3 separate regions of the Sus scrofa genome follow, and regions 1 and 3 are each linked to region 2. Evidence: chromatin contacts called from public HiChIP or PLAC-seq data. All regions are on one chromosome and are shown on one strand. Each heading gives the region's core, a stretch centred on a gene start, on an enhancer-like site or on the middle of the called end of the contact. The rest is flanking DNA. Distances are from core to core; before and after follow the strand shown. Region 1 holds the start of FKBP3 (FK506 binding protein 3). Region 2 holds the start of C1H14orf28. Region 3 holds the start of PRPF39 (pre-mRNA-processing factor 39).

The links. HiChIP or PLAC-seq counts read pairs in DNA pulled down with a chosen protein or histone mark.
Region 1: a contact with region 2 is called in an H3K27ac HiChIP or PLAC-seq map of alveolar macrophages. The contact joins the promoter of FKBP3 here to the promoter of C1H14orf28 in region 2. A contact is called at or near these places in 1 of 5 promoter capture datasets (liver), 7 of 47 Hi-C or Micro-C datasets (alveolar macrophages, embryonic fibroblasts, heart right ventricle and 4 more) and 2 of 2 datasets of contacts at active chromatin or transcription factors (alveolar macrophages and skeletal muscle).
Region 3: an H3K27ac HiChIP or PLAC-seq map of alveolar macrophages shows a contact between it and region 2. The contact joins the promoter of PRPF39 here to the promoter of C1H14orf28 in region 2. A contact is called at or near these places in 2 of 5 promoter capture datasets (fetal liver and liver), 6 of 47 Hi-C or Micro-C datasets (heart right ventricle, liver, omental adipose tissue and 1 more) and 2 of 2 datasets of contacts at active chromatin or transcription factors (alveolar macrophages and skeletal muscle).

The regions. Positions count from the first base shown.
Region 1 is chr1:175,330,352-175,334,097 of Sscrofa11.1, reverse strand. It overlaps FKBP3 (FK506 binding protein 3), which reads left to right and starts at 1,393. Exons shown (of 7, transcript NM_001244157.2): 1 at 1,393-1,525. The coding sequence starts at 1,418. It overlaps FANCM (Fanconi anemia group M protein), which reads right to left and starts at 133. Exons shown (of 23, transcript XM_003480459.4): 1 at 1-133.
Region 2 is chr1:175,144,606-175,148,385 of Sscrofa11.1, reverse strand. C1H14orf28 reads right to left here and starts at 2,468. Exons shown (of 5, transcript XM_003480458.4): 1 at 2,133-2,468.
Region 3 is chr1:175,283,809-175,287,219 of Sscrofa11.1, reverse strand. It overlaps PRPF39 (pre-mRNA-processing factor 39), which reads right to left and starts at 2,001. Exons shown (of 14, transcript XM_001927120.5): 1 at 1,817-2,001.

The sequences.
Region 1 (3,746 bases), core at 144-2,643, 190 kb before region 2:
AAGAGCCTCCGTTCCAACCCCCATCGGTTACCTTCGCGTAAAAAGGAGTAGAACCAGAGGCGGGACTAAGGCCAGTTTATCCAGTTGAAAATGCCGCCACTGAGTCTGCGTGGGGAATATGATTGGCGGGCTTCCCGGAAATCCTGCCGCCCTCTCGGAGACGCAAGCGCTTTATCAAGGAGCTACTATAAATTTGGTCCCCCGGTCAATTTCTTCTCCACTCTAAATTGGGTTCCGTTTTCCTAGATTAGGTGTCTGGGCGTCGTTGCTAAAATGATATAGCTTAAAATGATACAATAAATAACCTTGAGATTCAAAACTGTAGATACTCATATATTTTGAACTTAATGAGCATCTAACGTGCTTGTTGGTTGTATTTCTAAACTGAAAGAAGAGGTGAAAAACAAACGTGTTTAGACAGAATTAAATAACTTGTCTTATTTCTCTATCCAGACAGAGAAAGCAAAATGTCAGTCTCTTTTTCGCAGTATTAGAAGTAGAACCCATTATTTTGACATTTTTATTGTTTAAAAGGAATGAATGGTTTGGCCCTGATATTTGCTGGAAAATCCTAAAGGAAAAAAGCAAGGCGTCCTGATGCTCCACTACATCTTCATAAATTACATAGAGCAATAAGCGTTGGTGTGATATTATTCTACTCTGGAAATAGATTTCTATCTCAGATTTGGTTACAGTTCCCAGCTTTTCCACACGAAACCTGGTGACTTTGAGTAATCTCTGTAGATTTGTTTCCTCGTATATTGAGGAAAAGTGCACATACAATAATGAGGTTGTTTCGCACACCGTTAACGTCACCCTCCTAAACACCAACATCAGCAATCGCCGTCCTTCGTGTAGGTACTTTACATTGCTTTATTTGGTCCAATGTCTGAACTTGCTTTTAGACAAACTATTTATCATGCTTCTGTATTTGTGAGGGGTGAGGGAACAGGTTGTATTCTAGCTTCATTTGTGTGAGTCTCAATAGGGAGGTGGTGGAATATGGGTCGTTCTGATGAGCCAATTTGGGTGTGAATTTCTAGAAGGGAAATAAAATGAGATTAGATGTCTGAGTGCTGATGTTTCTTTTAAACAGGTTATAGACTTTAAAGGCATAGCAGCTCGTCGATAATTAAAAAATATATATGGGTAATGCTTGATACATTTAGGAGATGAATGCTTCCGTTTTCCTGCGTAGTCAGCCGCCGGGGCCACATCAGCTGGTTTTACCCTGGACTCAACAAAGAGGCCCGCAACGTACCGTCTTGACGTCACTCAAAAACTGGCCCCAATCCTGCGGGATAGCGCAATGACCCCGCCCCCTAGAGCTTCCTGCGGGGTCCGCGCCACGCCCAGGGGGCGGGGCGATGCCGAACCCAGGCGGGCTGGCTCAGTAAAGCAGAGGCAGCGGGGGAAGATGGCGGCCGCCGTTCCACAGCGGGCTTGGACCGTGGAGCAGCTGCGCAGCGAGCAGCTACCCAAGAAGGACATTATCAAGTTTCTGCAGGATCACGGTTCAGATTCGGTACCAGAGGCAGCGGGGCGGCCGGGCTGGTGCGGCCGGAGGGATACTTCGCCCCCCCATAGATGCCTATACTTGCCGTATTCCTCCGTGCCCCCGCCCTCTCTCTCCCGCGGCCTGTGCCTGCAAGGCCGGAGAGGCCCCGCGTGCGCTCCGGAGCCACGCTCCCGCCCCTCGGGCAGGCAGTTCTTTGGCGGGTGGAGCAGCAGCATTTCTTGGGGCTCGCAGCCATCGCAGAATTAGAATCTCACTCAAATTGAGTGAGGGTGGAGGTCATGAGAGGAAAAAAAAAAAAAAAAAAAAGAACCCTGGAAATATTGGGGGCTCAAGCGGGGGACAGAGGATTGGAGGCTTGGATGAGATCCCTGGAGGGGAGTGTGGGCTGTTAGGGAGATGAGAAGGGATGTGAAGATTTCGGTAGCAACGATGTGTGCGATTTGCTTTTCTCATCAGTTACCAAATACTGATCACTAATCATGCATGCGATTTTTTTTTTAATATCGACCCTTTAAATAACCTTTTTACCTTTATATTTAGGGAAGTCACATGAGTATTCCATGTACAGTGATCTCGCATTCTTATAAAGCAACTAAGAAATCTATTTGGCACTCTTCATACTTATACGCCCTGCATTTTTCAGCAGTCTCCATTTTAATCACCCTCTGTAGTCACAAGTTATTTTTGTCAGACTTGAATTTTTTTCCCTTCGGAAATTAAGATCATTCATACCTCTCCTAAATTGCTGAACAGTTTGTGTGCGTGCATTATCGCCCACGTATGGGGAATAGAAGCAGCAGTCTATATATGGTTTCTCGACAATTTTTAACTGAATTTCTAAACTTGCATTTAGAAAAATTGCTTCTGGGCTCTTTTGAGAAGCTTGTAGTTTATTTTCATTTTGCACATTAGTAGTTTATTTTCATTTTGCACGTTCTTGAACGGGAGGTGTAATTATTTTCCCTCTTCCAGTATCATGCTCCTTTATTATCCTGATAGCAAGAATTATTGGCTCAGTGTTTGTGGATACAAGGATGAAAATGACATTTTATACCATTTTGGTGGAAATATTTTCTCTTAAGCCAGTTTATATTTCATTGAAGCAAGAGATTTATTGTTTATTAACAAGTAATGCCTCAGTACTGAACTATATTCATCAAATTCTTAGAAAACAGATCATCCCAAAGTGGGAATATGTAAAACTGGCCCACCTTGGACAATTTCAAGAGATTTGGATTATCTAAATATTTTTATGACATACTAATCTTTTAAGTGCGTACCCTACAGTGTTCATTTACATACTTAAACTTATTTGACAATCACTATTGTATTGCTCATAAGATATCAAGGGGATAAATGTTTATATTTTGGATATTTTTCAGAAAGCTTGCTAATAAAGAAAGCTTGCTAATCACAGCAGTGCTAAAGCAACTGATTACTTCTGTTTAATCAAAATAGCCTTTCCCATGAGCCTTTATCATTTAGAACATTTTTCTAAGAGAAAGAAAAAGAAAAATTCAATAGTGATAGTGTTGGGAAAAGTGCTTTGTTGGAAAGTTAGAAGATGCCAGAGGACATCATTGAGAAAGTTAACAAAAAAAGGAATCAAGCAAGGAAGGAAGCAGAATAAAGTAAGGGAAGCAGAGTTCAAAGAAGTTATGAAAATCCCCACGTACATGATTTTGATAATTTGATATTTCAGTAGTAGTATTTTGGTGTATATTTGACAACTTATAGTCTTATATTTGAGAGAAATGGAATTTGGCTGTTAGTTTCAGTTATTAAATACATTATTTTATTAAATAGGTAGTACTGAGTTCTTACTATGTGACTGGAAATAGATATCCTTACAGGAAGCCTCTGACATATAATGCTATTATTAACCTTCCACTGTGATGGAGAAACTGAGTCTTTAGGAAAACTTGAACACTATATATATCCAACACTGTGTAACAGTGCTTCCAGATGTGCCAAGAATGGGTTACAGATATGTTAAGATATCTATACCCAACATGGCTGGAAGATCCCTGGCCATGGGCCAAGTAACATCTTGCCAGGAGCAGCTTTGCCCAGTTACCAAAGTGTGTTTGCCAATAAGTGGGCTTTTCTGTGAGTTCCTAGATGGAAAAAGGGTTAGTACATGCCAGTGTATGTTATTTATTATTTCTTATAAATAATCAGTATTTTTTAATCTTCCTTAAATCTTATTTTCATTATGGAAAATGAA
Region 2 (3,780 bases), core at 1,219-3,718:
ACAGCCACACTGGATTTGGGCCGCACTGCAACCTATGCTGCAACTTGGAGCAACTTAACCAACTGGGCGAGGCCAGGGATCTAATCCATATCCTCATGGAGACTATGTCAGGTTCTTAACCTGCTGAGACACAAGGGGAATTTCAGCCAGTTGGCTTTGAAAGATAACATATGAAGAGTAATCCTAAGAACTTAATTGAATAGTAGCAGAGCTAACACAAAAATCATTTCTATACACTTTGGGGTTTTTACTTGCAATTGAGGACCATGCTAGATAGTCTATAATTTTAACTACGGAGGCCATTCTGTGAAGATCTAATTGAGAACTTGATAATTATCCTGATTCCCCTCTCTGCATGTTTTGGAAATGAACTCCCTATTTGAAATGGCATCCATCTTACCTCTATCTTGAGGATAGCTAAGCATTTTGTTTTTAAAGTCACTGACAGTATTCTAATAAACATGTTGGTGTCATATGCATGTTTTATACAGCAAAATTTAAAAAAATTAAAGAATAAGGTCCTAATGAAACCAAACTGAAATACTGCTTTACTTTATCTGGTACAAACAAGTGCCTAAACTAAGAATACCATAGGGTTTCCCAATATGTTACTTTTATGGAAATGAGTTTTTTTATGAAAAAGGGAAGCATCTGAAGAACAGAAACAGAAATTAGTGGCTGAGGTCAGTGTCTTACTTTATCTTTTCAAGTGCCACATCCTCCCAAGCACAGTATGAATCCAACACTCAAAGCTGCAGACCTATGTGTTTTATTTGACTAAAGAATTACGTTCAAACCTATTTTGCAACACTGGCAGACTAAAAATTCAGTTTCCACACACACGCACACAGTATTTTCAACTGGCAAGATACTGTGGACTCTAAAATATTCAACACTATATTTAGTCTGAAGTGTAAATGTTTATATATAGCGAACATGTTGGCTGTAGTCAACCACTCAGGAATAAGAGGGCGTGGCAAATCTAGAGCCTAGGAAACCACAAACTCAGTTCCCTCTTAACAGGAACTGACATGTTCCAGAGCAGATTATTTAAAAATCACAAAACACTTAAATACTTTAAAAATAAAAATAACTTTCTTCGTGGCTTGATTGATATCTATTGAATTTTAAAGAACTTTGTAGCAAGGTTACATATTAAGCCTCTGTGTTCAGATTCCTAAATATTGCATTGGAAAGAAATTGTAAATTTCTGCAGTATTTTTGGCCAAATTATCTTTTAGACATTACAAATGAGCAACTATAGCTCTGTAAAGCAATAGTTACACTCTAGGAGAATTAACTACAATTATACACACATACATACAAAATGAAACTAACTTCTCCAGCCTTTTTCTGGAAAAAAAGGGAGGGGGTAAGAGAGGATTAAAAGAACTAGAGGACACAATTTTGCTTCTGTATGAATGAGCAGATTTGTTTCAAAGCAAATGACAATAAAAATGACTTAAAAAGATGGCGAAATAGCTGCAAAGAGCTTTACTTAAATTGCCTTAAGTTTTGGCCATATATCAAAAACATTGTTTCGTTAGGCACTGATTTAGAAGCCATAGAGAAGGCACCCTGCTGGCTTTATTTTCCTGCCTCAACAGGCCTTCCTGTTTGAATAAACATAGAAAGCGCACCAGACCTCTATTTCCTTGGCAAAACGACACCTTTCTTTTGGGGTCATTTCAAAGGGTAGCAAACCACCCCACGCGGGTCGTGAGCACCAGACCATTTGCCCAAGGCACTGAATGTCGGGCTCCCTAAGAGCTCGAGGGTCCTAAGGGTTCGTTCCCGAATCAGCGCCCCGAAATAATCTATAAAGCGGCCACGCGCTCCAGCTCGAAGCAGCGCGGGTCTGAGGGCAGGGACCCGCTGGGGTGGCGGTGTGCGCCCCCCTCCGCCCGCCGCACTCCGGCCACGCCCACCCCGCCCCCGGCCCAGAGCGCAGGGGGAGGCCCGGCACTGAGGGCTGGCCCCGCACGAGCGGCGGGTCTCCAAACCAGAAGCGGGTGAAAGGGATGGGCGTCCCCTGCCCGCCTGGGGCTGCGGGTAATGGGCGGGAGGGCCTGTATGTGGAAGGCATTCCCACAGGAGCCAGTCTCCGTTCATCCGGAAGCCGACTTTCGTACCTCCTCGGGGACCGAAAACCGCCGGTGCCGCCGCACCCGTCGCCGCCTCCGCTTGCTCATGGAGAGTCCGTGCTGCCGCCACCGCCGCCGCCTCATCTACCAGCACCGCCGGCTGTCTCGGCCTCCCCCGGCGTGACCGCTGGGCTCCGGTACGGCCTCCATCGCACCCGCCGCGGCGGGAGCCACAGCAGCTCCAGCGCCCAGGCCCGATCCGACCGGACCCACCGAGCCAGGACCGCGGGACGCGTAGCTTCTTATTACGGAGGAAGGTTCGGCCTGACCTCCGCCCCCCTCCCCCCAGTCCCCACTCCCCTGTTCACAGCTGCCTGACGACGCTGCTGCGCAGGCGCGAAGACGCCCCTGCCAAAAGTGCGTGTGTTGGGTGTGTACACAGCGTCCACATTCGCCCAATGGGCACCAGGATCAGCTGTAGGGGGCGGGACCTCGCAGAGAGGGGCGGTATTCCACTGTCAGAAAGTGGGTGGGGTAGCCGGAAGTGGGCAGGGTTTACACGGAGGCGGAGCTTTGTAGGCAAACCTTGCCTGGCTTTTTGAGGTTCGTACCATTTTAGGACTTAACTTGATTTTGGCTTGTTTCTAGGTCTGGTCTTTTCATATTCTTAAACTCAAAAAGGGAAAGCTTTGTTTTCTTAGTAATTTATGGTTATGGAAGCTTTTTGACTTAGGTATAAGTTTGGGAAAAAAGTTGAATTACTGTGTTAAACGCTGTCTTTAATAGTTTAAGGTAAGAATTGGCCAACGTACTGTAATTTATCATGGAAGTTAATAACACTTAAAAAAATTAGGTGGCTTTAGCCCCATTATAGAGATGAAAAAATTGAGTTTTGGAGATGATAAAGTCCCACACATAGACAACTGGAAATTGAAGCTATAGATGCTTAATGCTAGTCTGTGGGCCCAACCCAACCACTATTCCTGTTCAGTAGGTCTTGGTTCTTGTATCCTCCCTAAAAGGCTCACAGCCAACATGGTTCTGCTTACAGGGAACACAGGCCATCCTGGAAAATTACCTCCACCCGCAGTTAGAAATGAGGATGCTGTTGAAATACTGTCGGTTTAGCTGTGCAATAAAAAATGTCTGGAAAGTGAAGCTCAACTTCTAGAATACACGATGCACAGAATACACAATAAACTCAGCCCAAAATGCACGGCATTTAAGCCCAGCCCAGCGCATCAGTATGGTCTGCATTCACAGCTGAGTGTGGCAGAGTCTTGGACATCTTCTTGACGAATTTAATGGTTAGCCAGGGATATGGCAGGGACCTACCTCTTGGACCTCTCTTGAGAAGTCTAGTGATAGAGGGATGGAACTTCTGGGAGAGAAGCTTGACTCATTCAAGATAATTACTGCTGGTGGAGTTGGGAAGAAATGGAAACCTCTCAGAGCAGAGGGAGAAGAGGCTGCCCAAAAAGGAAGAATTAATCATTCTGGCAAAAATCTGCTCTTTTTAGTTTCCTAGTTTTTCTTATTTCTTACGGCATTTCACAGCTGAGGAAACTCAGGCTTTGAGGCTTAAAATAATGAGTGTATTGTATCTGTATTGGAATTCACATACAAACAGTTCACTCTCGATACTAAAACGATCTTGTAAGGAGAAAGCCCTTTAAAAATGTTTATAAGTATGGAT
Region 3 (3,411 bases), core at 752-3,251, 140 kb before region 2:
AACTGTTTTCAGAGGCTGAGTAGAATGTTCAGATTGATCTTTTTAAAATTTCCACATAATAACCATTGACTATGTCCCAGAAACTGGACTTTATATATATATAAATGTTTGTATCATCTTCAGGTCTTTGGGGGCGGATAACTATTTAGCTGGAACTACCACTTTCTTCCTCCTTTGCTACTTTTCCAAAAATTTTAAATCCAGGAGTTCCTGTTGTGGCTCAGCAGTAACCCATGAGGATGCAAATGCAGATTTGATCCCTTGCCTGGCTCAGTGGGTTAAGGATCTGGTGTTGCTGTGAGCTGTGCTGTAGGTCGCAGACACAGCTGGGATCCCATGTTGCTGTAGCTGTGGTGCAGGCCGGCAGCTGAAGCTCTGATTGGATCCCTAGCCTGGGAACTTCCAAATGCCACAGGTGTGGCCCTAAAAAGACAAAAAAAAAAAAAAAAAAAAAAAAAAAACCCAAAATTTTAATCATATGCTTTATGCAGAATTATTTGTTAATATACAACAGAAAGTTCTGTTGTTTCTTTTTTTTGTAAAGCTTATTACAAGATATTGAATATAGTTCCCTGTGCTACAAGTAGGACTTTTTTTATATATAGTAGTTGTATCTTCTAATCTTTCTCCTGAAAAAAAAGCCATACTTTTTATCATTTGATTTATAAAATTATTTTCCTTATTCAACTATATGCAAGCAAGTAAAAATATTACCAAATATTCTGACACTAAAAAATCCTGCTTTTCAATTCTCACTTACAACATCTCACACCAACTACTAATTAGCCATCTTTGGTAACCCTTAATTATTCCAGAACTTGTCTTCTTTAGTACAACTCCTTTCATTCATTTTCTCTCTACCATAGGCTGAAGAGTGTAAAGTTCCAACTTTTTCAGCTTTAGAATGTGGTTATAAGGGGAGGGGGAGCGGGGTGGGACCTGGCTGTAGTTGCTAGTTTTCAATTCACTTAAGCTTCCAGAGCCCAAAACACTTAAGTTCAAACATGAGTTTCATATTTCCCTGCATGAAACTTCCTTTCTTAAACTTCAACCTTTACAAATGCAAAATAAATAAATAAATAAAATAAATAAATAAAGTATTTTTGATGAAGGATCAGTCGTCAACGTGACGCCCTCAAAGAGAAGGCAAATGAATATTAAACTAAAGATACATTAAGAGCTCTACTACCTATTAACTTAAAGTATTATTTATTAGCCTAAATATGTGATTTTTAGAGCAAGAAAAACACCAGTGTTGGCCTCTGACCGCAAATGATAAACATTTTTCTTCAAGGTTTGGTTTTTCTGCTTCTATCCTATTCCGCCAAAAGCTTTAGGTGATCTTGGGGTGCTGTGACTCAGGGTCCCAAAGTGTGGCTTTCGAAGGCGAAATGCGCCCTAGAGGTACCTAAAAGTTTTGTTAAGACAATCTGTTTCACATTCTCCTATTCCTCTGGACCCCCTCCACTTCCAGTCGTTCCAACCACACTGGTTTCCAGCTCCCGGGAAAGCATGGCCTTTAGACTTAGCTAGACTTAGCCCAAATCGCTCCCTAAATCAGGGTGGAGGCCCACATTTCCCCGCCCGTCGTCAGGTATCCGGCAGGGAAACGTACGGTTTAAGAAACCCCGCACTGCTCCACCCAACAGGTGGGAAGGAAAAGGGAATGGACAGCTGGGCCCCAAGGCCAAGCCAGGCCTCAAACAAGGCGGGAGAGGGAGGCCGCAACCCCAGTGCGGCCTGAAACATGGCAGGCCCATTCCTGCCCCGCGTATCACCTCCTCCGGCCAATTCCAAGGCGCCCGCCCCAGCTGACCTGACGATGGATGCCACTCAATGCCATGAGCCGCTGTCTGGGCCAACCGAGCCGAAGATGGCACTTCCACCGTCTCTGTCCCCACAGACACCGCAGCAGCAGCCGCCACCAGCGCCACAGCCGCTTCGTCTAGTGCGCGGCGCGCATGCGTCGGTGTCCCTGAAGGCAAACGAGTCACGTGGCTGCGCAGCGCGCAAGCCTCGCCTTCAGTGGATCCAAGGGGCGGGCGGCCGGCCGCGCCCCGACCCCGCCCCTCCACCGCGGAGGGCGGGGCTGCTGCTCAGACCTGGTTTTCCCAGCTCTATGTGGACTTCAGAGTAGAAAGAGGTTGTTTAGGGCCTTTCGCACCTCTGATCTTAAGCACAGAGAGCGCCCCGCCCCTCTAAAGAAAAATACTATTATTCTTTTTTGAGCGAACAACTGCCTGGGCTTCACCCCTCTACCTAAAAATGGACAGAAACTCAGCCTTAAACCCCAAATCTCAATGATGTATGGACTCTGTGTCCACTCAGGTTTCCTGAGAAAGGGAAACAATCGCGGAATTAGGGGCATGAGGAACTGATTATTAAAGGGATATGTAAAATTTTTCTCTGAGTGTATGAAGGCTGCATTATTTGGACCATCTTGGCACTCTCCAATTGTACTCCCACCCTCACTTAAAAATTTTTTTTTAATTTTTTTCCCCCAAATCTGGCCTCTCTCATTTTTCCGTTTCAAGGTTCTTGAGATCACCCAACACTTACCAGGCAATCTCTTCTTCAGGATTCAATAGTGTGACAATTGGGCTGCAATTTCCATCTCTGGAATCTGTCTGCTTTAAGAAATATTCCTCTGCAAATTGATAATTCCTGTCTACAACCCAGTTAATCATAAATCCCCTCAACATCACCATTGCTTCCAAAGATCAAAACCAGTCCTAGCGTTCATTTTAATCAAATTACCCTTTCCATTACCTCTTCCACTCTTCAAGTTCTGACAGTGAAGGCATGCTTTTTACTGGTATAACCAGTGACATTTAGATGAGTATTATTGGAAAGAGCAGTTAAGGGAGTGATATATTGGGAAGGCAGGCAGAATTTGCCACAAGCACTGTCATTCAATGACTGAGTGCCCCAGGCTTCACTCCTCTCCTGGTCCCTTTCAGTCTTTCCTGAAGTATTCTCAACTTCATCAGTGAAGAAGATTATCTCTGAGATCCCATCCCTCTAAGCATCATTTTCTGAAAATGCACCTGCTTATTCAACTTCACTCATTGTCAATTTATTGTTTCCCTTTATCTGGTTTTCTATATTTTAACCTTTTAAGCCAGTCTTTTGCTCTCACTCTCCTGCTTAAAAACTTTCACTGCTGTTTCCCCCAACACTTTTAAGAAAAACTTAAACATTTTAGCATTGAAAATACAGTCCTTTCATAATCACACCAGCCTTCTTGCTGGTTTCTGCCTTCCCATAACTTTATAAAAGCCATTGTTCCCTTTAAGTGTCTTTGTCCCTTTTGTGTGTCTAACCCTTCTTCAGTGTGCTTTTTCCTCTATCTACAGTAAAACACAGGTGGAAACTTTTTTAAACTTGGTTTAGCTTTAGTTCACTTTAAAA